2 separate regions of the Mus musculus genome follow, and region 2 is linked to region 1. The links are chromatin contacts, called in public promoter capture Hi-C maps. All regions are on one chromosome and are shown on one strand. Each heading gives the region's core, a stretch centred on a gene start, on an enhancer-like site or on the middle of the called end of the contact. The rest is flanking DNA. Distances are from core to core; before and after follow the strand shown. Region 1 holds the start of Zfp949 (zinc finger protein 949). Region 2 holds the start of 9430037G07Rik (RIKEN cDNA 9430037G07 gene).

Evidence for each region. Promoter capture Hi-C pulls out the DNA fragments that hold promoters and counts their contacts.
Region 2: a promoter capture Hi-C map of macrophages shows a contact between it and region 1, with 6 read pairs. The contact joins the promoter of 9430037G07Rik here to the promoter of Zfp949 in region 1. A contact is called at or near these places in 1 of 39 promoter capture datasets (macrophages) and 2 of 115 datasets of contacts at active chromatin or transcription factors (embryonic stem cells and microglia).

The regions. Positions count from the first base shown.
Region 1 is chr9:88,544,468-88,550,390 of GRCm38.p6, reverse strand. Zfp949 (zinc finger protein 949) reads right to left here and starts at 2,371. Exons shown (of 6, transcript NM_001142943.1): 1 at 1,883-2,371.
Region 2 is chr9:88,595,694-88,601,616 of GRCm38.p6, reverse strand. It overlaps 9430037G07Rik (RIKEN cDNA 9430037G07 gene), which reads left to right and starts at 2,374. Exons shown (of 5, transcript NR_040766.1): 1 at 2,374-2,401; 2 at 2,518-2,572; 3 at 2,662-2,736; 4 at 3,053-3,148; 5 at 3,370-5,923. It overlaps Gm26567 (a long non-coding RNA gene), which reads right to left and starts at 1,977. Exons shown (of 5, transcript XR_870979.3): 1 at 1,731-1,977. It overlaps LOC115487271 (a small nucleolar RNA gene), which reads left to right and starts at 3,198; the gene lies at 3,198-3,269. It also overlaps the pseudogene Gm29603.

The DNA of each region.
Region 1 (5,923 bases), core at 1,122-3,621:
TCCTACAATCAGGGAGCCTGCATGGGTCTGACCTGGGCACTGAGCACTTTTTTTTTTTTTTTTGGTTTTTTGGAGACAGGGTTTCTCTGTGTATCCCTGGCTGTCCTGGAACTCACTTTGTTGACCAGGCTGGCCTCGAACTCAGAAATCTAGCTGCCTCTGCCTCCCGACTGCTGGAATTAAAGGTGTGCGCCACCATGCCGGGCCACTCAGCACTTATTTTATGGATTTGTAGCTTGGTCTTCTTGTGGGACTCCTAACAGTGAGCTTGGGGGCTGGCTCTAACACTTTTGCCGGCTTTGGAAACCCTTTTCCTCTTACTGGGTTGCCTTGCCCAGCCTTAATAAGAGAGGTGCCTAGTCTTATTGCAACTTGATATGCCATGTTTGGTTGGTATCTCTAGGAGGCCAGTCCTCCTCTGAAGGGAAATGGAGGAGGAATGGAAGGGAGTGGGTAGGGTTGGGAGAAGAGGAGGGAGAGGAATCTACCACTGGGGTGTAATATATGAGAATAAATTAAAACTTAAGGAAAAAAAAAAAAAAACCTCCGTCTAACGGAACAATTATATCCTGTCTCTGCCCTCCCCCACAGCTCATTAGCCTATTGAGCCATGTGGCACACTGGTGCTTCCCAGCCTGTTTCTCTATTGCAGTATACTCAATACAGTGTTCTAGTCTAAAGGGCAAATGCATTCACTCATAGCCCAGCAGACCTTCCCTGTGCTGGCCACCAACATGGAGTGAGCACTAAGGTAAACCTGATAGTCCAGACTGGCTCCTGTCCTGTTCTGAAAGGTTAGCATATGATGATGTATCGGTAGGTAACTTGCAATAATGCAATCTCTACCATGAAAATGTAGGCAGACCCAGTTGATCCCAGTACGGGGATCGTCAAAGGAGCCTGTATCACAGGGGCCTGCCGTTCTATGGAGTTCAGTGAAGCAGTCAAAGGCTTGGACCAGGTGTAAATTCCCTACCAGGACCCAGGGCCTCCTGGTCTGTTATTAATGGTCTTCCTCCTCACTAGGGGGATGGGATTGCTACAGTTGCACACCCTCTTCAGAACATGAAACCTCCCCACTTTGTTCCCAGGAAAATGTTCCTATAACAATACTAGAATCTTCTGAGATAACCTCTTATCTCTGGTACTAGACATTTTCAGAAACTAAACAAAGCCTCAGACAGTGTTTCTCAACCTTCCTAATGCTGCAACTCTTTACTACAGTTCCTCATGCTGTGGTGACCCTCAGCCATAACATTATTTTTAATGATTATTAGATTATTAGTAATTTTGCTCAATGTTATGAATCCTAATGTAAACTTCTGATATGCAGGATATCTATGTGATAGTCAACCCCTGTGAAAGGGCCGTTTGACACTACCCACCCACCCCCAACCCTTTCAGGTTGAGAATCCACATGTGGAGAACCACTGTTCTAAGAGCTCAAACCTCAAGTGCCAAAAACATCACTTCATAAAGACAGGAAAACTGACGAATACAATTGCCAATACACATAAGGGTACAGTCACTACGGGAGAATTTCTCTAGGAATTTCAGGCCAATTCATTGGGATAAAAACCACCCTCTTTCTTACAGATGTGTGGGTCACAGACCTCCCCCTTCCGGCTCCAGCACCGTGGTATCAACTTACAATTTTCCCAGGCTCGCAGTTTGGGATTTCTGGGTCGTGTGAAAATTCCCAGTTTTGTAATCCGGTCTCAGATTAACGATCTTTCTCCACCCCAACTCTCCCAAAAAATGGATGCCAAGCAGGTAGCAAGATTCTTTACTGGAATGTGAGCTCACACAGGAGGCTTCCCGGCCCTGACAATCCACAGACATGAACCGCCCTCACCCCCAAGTCGCCATCTTGGGCTCTCACCTCCTTGGCAGAGCGTCCGTGTTGGCCCTTTTGGACTGATGGAATCACAGATCCAAATACTCCTAGCGCAGTCTTCGGATAAAGCAACCATTAAAGCCCTGTTCAGGCCGACTGTTCCGACTGGGAACGATGGGTCTCACAGTCACCTTCCCCTGAGCCGCTGCGGTCCGCCCTCGAACTGCGACTCAGTCCCTCCTCCAAGACCCACCTATGTTTCTGTTTCCACTGAAGTAGAAGGCACGGGTCCCGCTTCCCGAAGGTTCCGAGACCACTCTCCTCTTTTCGTCTTTCCCACCCGCCTTCAGAAACCCTGCAAGAAACGCACAGCCTGAGCAAAGGCGTCAGCACAGAGCCTGGATGCGACTTTCTATGCGGTAGCTGCCAAGAGAGCGCAGGACACAGAGATGCCTACCAGCCAAATGTCAGAGCTGTTTACCTGCTCCTGTGTGGGAGGGCCTTGTATGTTAGGGACTACATTACCCATGAGCCTCTGGGAAACTATGGTAAGTATAGAAGGACATTTTTCCACCGGGTCCACTATCGAATTACCAAGATTCAGATCAAGTACCTATCTGATAATCGCGATATGAAATTCCTTCACCTTTCTCTCATGTGAACCCCAAGTATCCCAAAGTAGTATAGAACCTGAGAAGGAAGCTTCAGTGTGTTCATCCTAGAATCAGACCAAATATCTCTGTGGGAGACGTGGAGCCTTAGAAAATCGGTGTGATATCTTTTGTAGGGTAGTCACCAGAGAAGACTACTAAACATGGGTTTAAGCCAATAAAAAGTCTTATTATCCAGACTGCAACTACCCTTGATGTTCAGGAGATCAGAGAAGCCCCACAAAATCCATGTCCCAGATTGATATATTTCAGTTCAGAACAATTAGCCAGACGCAGAACTTCAGAAGCCAGAAGGCAAGGTTAGTACATTTAGAGACTTTCCCGTAACTATGGACTTTGATGGATTAGGTTTTTGTTATAGTTTTGGCAGATGGCGCTGTCTACATGCTGAGTTTTACAGCCTGAATAGTATTTTTGTCCAGGAGTCAGCTATGCTAAGGTCTCAGAGCCTACTAAGGTCTGGGGCTCTCTTCTGGCTGTACAGAGCACTGCAGGAAGCTGAACGCTTCGTGTTTCTTAAATCCTATGAACCATTTACATCACTAGTGTATCGTCAAATTGAGCATTCTGGTACAGCACACAGTAATTTTCAAGTTCATTTTGAAATCGAACCAACATGTTGGACTTCCATTGTAATAGGAAGAAACCACAAACTATATGAATTGACAAGAGACAAAAGTTATGTTGTGTGTTGCCAATAATGCTTAGAAATAATTTGAATTTGAAATGAAAAAAATCACTTACTAAAATTGAAATGTGTTTTGTTTTGTTTTTTTGAGTCGGGATTTCTCTGTGTAGTCCTGGCTGTCCTGGAACTCACTCTGTAGACCAGGCTGGCCTCAAACTCAGAAATCCGCCTGCCTCTGCCTCTCGAGTGCTGGGATTAAAGGCGTGCGCCCCCACTGCCTGGCGAGATAATTTTTTTAAATCTTCAAAAATGAACAAATTCAAACTGAATGTGGTGGCGCATGCCTTTAATCCCAGCACTCCAGAGTCAGGAAAAAAAAAAAAGCGTTTGAGGCCAGCCTGGTCAACAGAATAGTGAATTCCAGGACAGCCAGAACGACACAGTAAAATCTGTCTCAAAAAAAAAAGGGGGGGGGGGGGGGAGACATACTCAGGAGTCAAACAAAATCTAAATAAATTTAAACAATCCCTGCCCAGAGTTGATACATTACACATTATTAAGATGAATTTTTCAACATAAACTAAATATCACTATAATCTCAATAAAGTTCCGTGAAAATGTTTCTATTTGTAGAGTGAAAGACATAAAGGCTTCAAACCTACAGGAATCTGCTTGTCTTCTACATTCCAAGTGCTGAGATTAAAGGTATGCACCACCAGGCCTGGCTCTGAATAACTTACTCCTAACAAATAAAATAATGAAGTGTCATTTGGAGGACTGTCTTATACAGAAACTGTACCTGTAGCCTCTATTTGTGCATTCTTTCTTCCTCTTTATCATTTGGCCTGAAGGAAGCCAAATGCCATTTTGCAGATTGGGCTGTAGAGGGCGCCATGGGAATAGTCTTGGAAACTAAGATCCGGCTCAAGTGGAGCTTGAGATGACTGTAGCCCTGAATATGGTGTTAATAAAATGGTAATTAAGTTTTATTTTTATCTTTTTGCCTGAGACAGGGTTTCTCTATATAGCCCTGGATATCCTAGAACTCATTGCATGTATCAAACTGGTTTTACCTCACAGAAATCTGCCAACCTCTGCCTCCTGAGTGTTGGGTTAAAGGTGTGTACCACCGTGCTCTGCAGGAAATTGAACTCTAAGCTAAAGAAGCTCTTGAATAAATCACAAACAGAAATAATAATTTGAATTTTGTATAACCTATAAAAATCCTTTTATAGCCAGGCATAGCTATCAGACCTCTGAGTTCCAGGCCAGCCTGATCTACACAGTGAGTTCCAGAACTACTCAGAGCTGCACAGAGAAATCCTATTTCCAAAACCCTAAATAAATGAACATCCTCTTATGATACTAATAAATTTTCATGAACAGAACTCCCCATGCTGTCCGATAATAACTGTCTATTGAGCTTCTAATTCATTCTGTGGGTCCAAACTGCATCTCTATGATCATTCCTCTGGAATTAATACCCAGAACGGCATTCACTTTATAGAGAATGCTGCAGGGGTGCCCTCTTGTGACAAGCTCCTTGTATACATGTGTCTGTACATAGTTTTCAGGAGCATGGAAAACCATCTGAAATCAAATCAAACATAGAATGTCCTGCATTACTAAACCATTTTGTACCAGAACTTTTAAGGAAAGGAAGGGTCCCAGAGGGCTTGAAGCTATAACGGATGGTATGAATAATTCACACTAATATGGTCCTCCGTAATTATGCTGATGGCTCTAACAACACCAGAGTGAAATGGAGGCTGAACACTGCTTAAATGGGTAGCAAAGGTGCTCCTTTCCTACTCTGAATACAGACGGATTCCCAGGAAGGAGGAAGCCTTCCACCAAGGAAGTCACCTGAGCTGTGCTTCGCTATGTTCCCACGCTGAAGGTCTCACTAGAGGAGGTGTCTGTGTTTCAAAGGTCAATGGGTTCCATTCTAAAGTATTATGTCAATTACACTTATGTTAAACAATTAATAACTGGTGCAAGAGAAAGGGCTTAGTGATTAAGAACACTGGCTTCCCTCACCGAAGACCTGGGGTTCAATTGCCATAATGCATGTGATACAACCAACCATCCTCAACTCCAGTCCCAGGGGACCCAGTGCCATCTTCTTTTTTTTTGTTTGTTTGTTTGTTTGTTTGTTTGTTTTTGTTTTTGAGACAGGGTTTCTCTGTGTAGCCCTCGCTGTCCTGGAACTCACTTTGTAGACCAGGCTGGCCTCGAACTCAGAAATCTGCCTGCCTCTGCCTCCCGAGTGCTGGGATTAAAGGCGTGAGCCACCACGCCCGGCCCCAGTGCCATCTTCTGACTTCTGCAGGCACAACACACATATAGTACACAAATATGCATACACACAAAACAATTACACAATTAAACTAATGAAATAAACATGTCTAAAATCTTAAAGACTCGCAGTAGTAATACATGCCTTTAATCCCAGCACTCGGAAAACAGGGGTAGGCTGATCTCTGAATTTAAGGCCAACCTGGTCTATAGAACAAGACACCCAGGACACCTAGGCTACACAGAGAAACCCAGTTTCAGGAAACAAAAAAAAAAAAAGAAAATTAAATAATTAATAAAAGATAAAAATGTGGATTTAGGTAAAAGAAGAAAAGATATCTGGAAGAAAAAAATTTTGAAACTGAATATGAACAAGAAAGATATGAAATTCTTTCTGCAGGCCCTCAGGGCTTCAGTCCTTTTCCCTCACCCAATACCAAATCAGGTTCCTCTCTAGCCCCCACTGCCCCACCACCCAATCCACTTTCC
Region 2 (5,923 bases), core at 1,125-3,624, 51 kb before region 1:
AACACATAAGATCAAAAATACATACTAAAAATCATTTTGAAGAAAGCATTCTGGGCTGGAGAGATGGATCAGCGGTTAAGAGCAAAGACTGCTCTTCTGAAGGTCCTGAGTTCAAGTCCCAGCAACCACATGGTGGCTCACAACCATCTGTAATGAGATCTGATGCCCTCTTCTGGGGTGTTGTTTAGACAGCTACAGTGTACTTACATATAATAAATAAATTTAATTAAAAAAAAAACCTGTGCACAAAAGCTGGAGTGGTGGCATGTGCTTTTAATCCCAGCACTGCTGAGGCAGAGATGGGATGAGCCCTAGGGACTGCTGGCCAGCCAGCTGTACCTAATTCCTGAGCTTCGGGCCGAAGAGAAATCCTGTCTCAGAAAACAAGATGAGGGCACTCTGGAGGCTGAGACAGGCAGACCTGTCTGAGTTAAAGACTCCATGGTCTACACAGGGAGCTACAGGACAACTAGAGCTACATGGTAAGACCTTGTCTCACACCTAACACACACACACACACACACACACACACACACATACCCCAAAAAAAGAAAGAAAGAAAGAAAGAAAGAAAGAAAGAAAGAAAGAAAGAAAGAAAGAAAGAAAGAAAGGAAGCATTCATCTAATGACCTTAAAAAGCTAATACTGTGGCTATGGAGATGGCTCAACAAAGCATTGGCTTTGCAAGCCCATGGACTCGAGTTTGATTCCCAGAACTACATAAAAATGACGTTAGTTGTGGTCCATGCTTATAACTTCTGAGCTGGAAGGAAGAAACAGAAGGATCTCCTAGACTGTGCTCAGCCAGTCTAGCCTGATTCCTGAGCTCCAGATCAGTAAGAGGCCCCATCTCAAAGGAAATAAATGGAGCTCTTCAGAGTAACACCTAAGGCTGCCCTTCAGCCTCTGCATGCATGTGTGTACCTGGGCACATAGATTTAAAAAGAACCAAATTAAGACCACAGGCTTGAAATGTAGCCCAGAGGCACAGTCCTTAACCAGATGCTGTGACAAGCTTTTACCATGTGATTCTATTCCCTACCTTCTTTCTATGGCAAACCTTATGTGATGTTCTTACCCAAACGGCTTTTATTCACTTATCATCATTACTACTGCATGTGTGCATGATGTTTGTGTTGACCCACATACCACGGTTAAAATATGGTGATCAGAGGACAGCTCTGTGGAGTTTATTCTCCCTTCCATCTCTACATGCGTTTCAGGGATTGAACTGAGTTCACCTCATTTTCATGGCAAGCACCTTTTTCCAATAAGTCATCTCACTAGCCCTGTTTGCACTAATTCTTAAATTCTGCCTGGTCAGACTGGATGGAAGTTCCATACTGACTGCTTCAGGAACATCAAAGACTTTGGTGTGGGGGCTGGTGAGATGGCTCAGCTGGTAAGAGCACTGACTGCTCTTCTATAAGGTCCTGAGTTCAAATCCCAGCATAAAATAAGTCAACCTTGCCATAAAATAAATAAAGGACAATTGGTGGCTTTTGACCTGCTGCCTCCTCTGTGAAACAGAATGTTTAACTTCTGAGGATATTGACAGTATAACTGTCCCTAAAGACTGGTAGTGAGAGGGGTGGGACTGGGGTGGAGGTTGGACCTGGCTGGGCACCCAAGCAGGCGTTGGATATCAAGCACCGGACAGTGTGGCCCTCTGAAGACCAGCAGCATCCCCAGAGTGCATGAAGGATAAATGCGTGGCTTTTCCGTTTCACCTGCGTAGTTCTGCCCTTCCCCAGCGCGGCTGCCACCGGGTTAGAGTTGGGGTGAGGTCAAGGCTACTCCTGGCTGCCAACCTTCTCGAAGCAGGCGATGCCACGCCTGCAACTGCGGCAGTTCGTTTGAATTTTGGCGCCACTCCCACTCCACGTCGAGCTAAGCCGCCTGCCAGACTGGGAAGAGACCGGTGGCGGAGAGCCAGCGGGAGCGCGCGCAGCAACGGAGACACACGCGGCTGGCGGGCGGGCGGGCGGCGCGCACCAAGCCGGAACAGCCTGGAAGAAAAGACCCACAGCGTTTCCACGCCTTGTTTCAGGAACGGCCACGCCCCCACGTGTCTCGCGTCCAATCGGTGCCAGAGGGAGGGGCAGCCTTGCTCTCGCTCCACTGAAACTATAAAGGGACCTGCGGGGAAAGCTGTAGGTTACTCTTTTAGGCCGCCCAGTGACCAAGCAAAATGTGGGGTTGCAGAGTAAATACAGATGCTCTGGTTCTGCGGAGCAGCCCTCGGGACTTGAGCTTAGGGTATGGGTGTAAACTACCTGGGAGAAGTGCGCAGCAGCAAAAGAGATTTCGGGATTGGAGCTTAGGTCCCGTCCCTGGGAGATTGGAACTGGGCGGCCTGGCTGAAGGTCACTTGCTTTCTGGTTCCTTAGTCCCAGTTTGGGTGGGTTCTTACACAGCAGGGTTTGCAGAAAAATATGCAAGGCTTTTTATGCTGTTTGGAAGGTTCGGGTGACACCTAGGTGACATCCGATTATATGCACATGAATCCTTTCACAGGGACCATGGCTCATCATTCTTAACATCCTCGAAGCAGTTGCAAAAAGATAAAAAGGTAAGGGAGATACAGCTTAGTTTTCTAATTGAAGTATTAGAGCAATAGGAAGTGGTGTGTGATGCTTAAAATGTGTTTCTTTTCATTAGATGAAGGGGAGCCCAAAGCTTCCGACAGAATTCATAACAGAAAATAACTTGATTAAAGCCTGACTCTTTTAAAAGGTATGTATGAAATCTAGATTTACATTTTTGCCAGCATACATTTTTACTGTTGGTGCAAAGAGAATCAGCTTTCCGGAAATGTACTGTTAAATAGTCCTGGCCCAACACAGCAGCTTCTCCTACTCTGGCCTTTCTAAGTTGGAGTGGCTGCAGTGAATGTAGTGAATGTACAAATTGATTGTACAAACAGTTGTGAGACGTACCGGGTCTGAACAGTGATGGACTACATCCCGAAGATGATGACCTGAAGACAGATACAGCGTCTGAGAGAAGACCATTGTGTTTAAGTGAAGTTTAAGTCTTGTTTGTTACGCAGTTCTTTCTCATAGCATGTCATGGTACCTCTTTCTGCAATGAAACCTGACCAGTGAGATGCCAGCCTGCCTGTGAAGATCCTGCAGCAGAAGTGCATGTGAGTGGTGCTCTGTTTTGTTTTCTGCTGAGCTTACTGTCGTTGGTCTAGTCTATGATGATCCTATCCCGAACCTGAATTCCTGTTGAAAGACCATACTTACGGATCTGGCTTCTGAGATGGACCATTGCAAAGGACTATTGTGTTCTTCTTTAATGTTGGCAGTAATGTGATGCCTGTTTTTTGTTTGTTTGTTTGTTTGTTTTGTTTTTATATTTTAGGACCAGTGACACTAGACTTCTTGCAAATGAACACTAGATATGGTAACATCCAGAAAAGGCAGAGACAAGAAAATTCACAGTCTGAGTACTGGGGTGTTTGAGATGGGGTCTATCTACATGTCTCTAGCTGTCCCTATGTAGTGAACGGGACAGCATCTGGTATGACCTGCAGAGTTGATTCCTGTATGTTTTTTTGTGGGCTGTATGTAAATGGATTGTTTTTGACAATCCATTCGACCATGTTCTCTGCTGTGACAGTCATGGGGTCATGGGTGAGCTGGTGACAGACACACCTGTACAGACTGAGCAGAGTGAATGCAATCCTGACTATAAAGCAGCAGGTCACTATTTTTGTGATTGTAAAATTGGTTATGAGCCATTTCCATATTCATCTGACAGTGGTTGCTTGGGAGTGCTGCAATAAGCATTCAGTAGCAAATATTTCTTCAGGTTTTATTTTTAATGCTGAAAAAAATAAGTTTATTATAATTTATTTTATTTGACAATCTAGGAATTTTGGGCCCATCAGCAGTTCCAGTGCAATTTTGGATGCAATTGGGAATTCAGGAATTTCAATGGAGCTGTTAGCATAGGGGACCTTATAGGTCAAATTCATGCACACTTTCAATAGCACGTGTGAGGGGATCTCTCTAAAATTGACCTCGTTGGTTCCATTCTCCGCAAACTAACCTGGACTGCTCCACATGGCCTTTCTTGTTCCTGATGTTGATGCATGTTCTCCTTTTACAATAAATTCATGACCATTAGAAGACAATGATTTCACATACATAGCATCAGGGCCTTCACAGCCGCTGTAGGCTTTCTCCACTCCATCCATTATGTTCTTATAAAATCCTGTTTGATCCCAGAGGAACTTTAGTAGTTTCCTGTCCAGGCCTAGACTCGGCCTGCTTGTACCTTGCCTCCGAGGAAGTGCTTTTCAGGATTTTTGTGTCAGCAGACTGATTAACCAGAGTGTCCTGTTACATGTTCCACTTCCATGGTAATTGAGTTTTCAAAGTTGGTGAGCTACGTGCACTAATGCCAATCTCCTTATTAGGACGATTGTGCACATGATCAGGTTTCCCTGTGAAATTGTCACACAATGCCTTGATTACATTTGTCCAGCCCTCCCAAGTGCTAAAACTAAGTGGGCTGTCAGTGATAGCTTTCACTTCTAAGTTCTTACTGGTGCATACTTCCATTTTCCTTTGAGGTAACTGGCAAGGGTTGAACTTCCTTCGTTTTTTTGAGACAGTGTCTCAAAATTGACCTGGTACTCAACTATAGAGATGGCTGGCCTCAGTTTATAGATTAAGGAAAAGGCTGCCATGCCTAACCTTAGAATACTCTGCTACTAAATTGCCTGTCGTCAGTTTGTTACCAGCCTTTACAAAGTAGTGCCAGTGTTCCTGGTTGGGAATAAATTTTTGGTTTTTGTGGTTTGAAATTCTTACACTAGTCCAGAGTGCCCTTGTCCAAACTTTGTACTGAAAGTGTTTTAACACTTAGCCTTTTTCTTTTTTCTTAGTTCTGTTTTGTTTTTGTCCAAGAACTCTGTAGATCAGGCTGCCCTTGAACTCAGAGATTCCCCCACCTCCCAAATGCTGGGATTAAAAGCATGTGTCACCACAGCTCAGCCGTCTGCCTAGTTTATCACTAATTCAAGGTCTACAGTTTTCATAATTAGTGGGAAGAATCTACTTGGGTTTTTGTTTCCCCCTGTAATTAAGTTTTCCTGGTATCATTGATGAGATGGACTTAATTTCTTCACAGGAAACCTAGCTACCTTTGAAAAATGAGTTGGCTGTAACTATGTAGTTCTTTATGGGTTCTCTGTACCATGTTTGGGTGCAGTTGAAACACGTCTAGTTGGTAATCTCTAGCTTATGTTTACACTGACAGTCACGATCCCTTGGTTCCATGTGTTATTTACTTATTCTTATTTCTTTAGGATGTTAAAAAAGTTTTCATAGCTGGGCATGGTTGCTCACACCTTTAATCCCAGCACTCAGCAGTCAGCAGAGGCAGTTGGATCTCTGATTTCCAAGGCCAATCGCCAGAGGCAGAGGCAGGCGGATTTCTGAGTTCGAGGCCAGCCTGGTCTACAAAGTGAGTTCCAGGACAGCCAGGACTATACAGAGAAAACTTGTCTCAAAAAACAAAAACAAAAGTTTTCATTTGATACTCTGCCTTTTTTTTCTTTTTTGGCTTTGTGTTTCTATGCATGTTGACTTCTGCAAACTCTAGCTCTGCTTTTGCTGTATCACATGTTATTTGTTGTCTCCTTTTTAATTGAAGAAATAGGAATTTCTCTTTAGTTTCTTGCTTAATTCACTGGCTATTCAAGAGTAACTGAATTTCCATGGAAAATAGGGAAACAACTCGAGTCTAAGGCAGGAAGATCACTTGAGCCCAGTCAAAGGTTCATTGATTGATAAATCTCACAGACCCAAAACAGGGTGAGATGCTGTAAATTACTTCGAAACAAAACTGGTATGGCCCACATCTACACCTTTAGCCTCAGCGAGGCAGTTGGATCTCTGATTTCCAA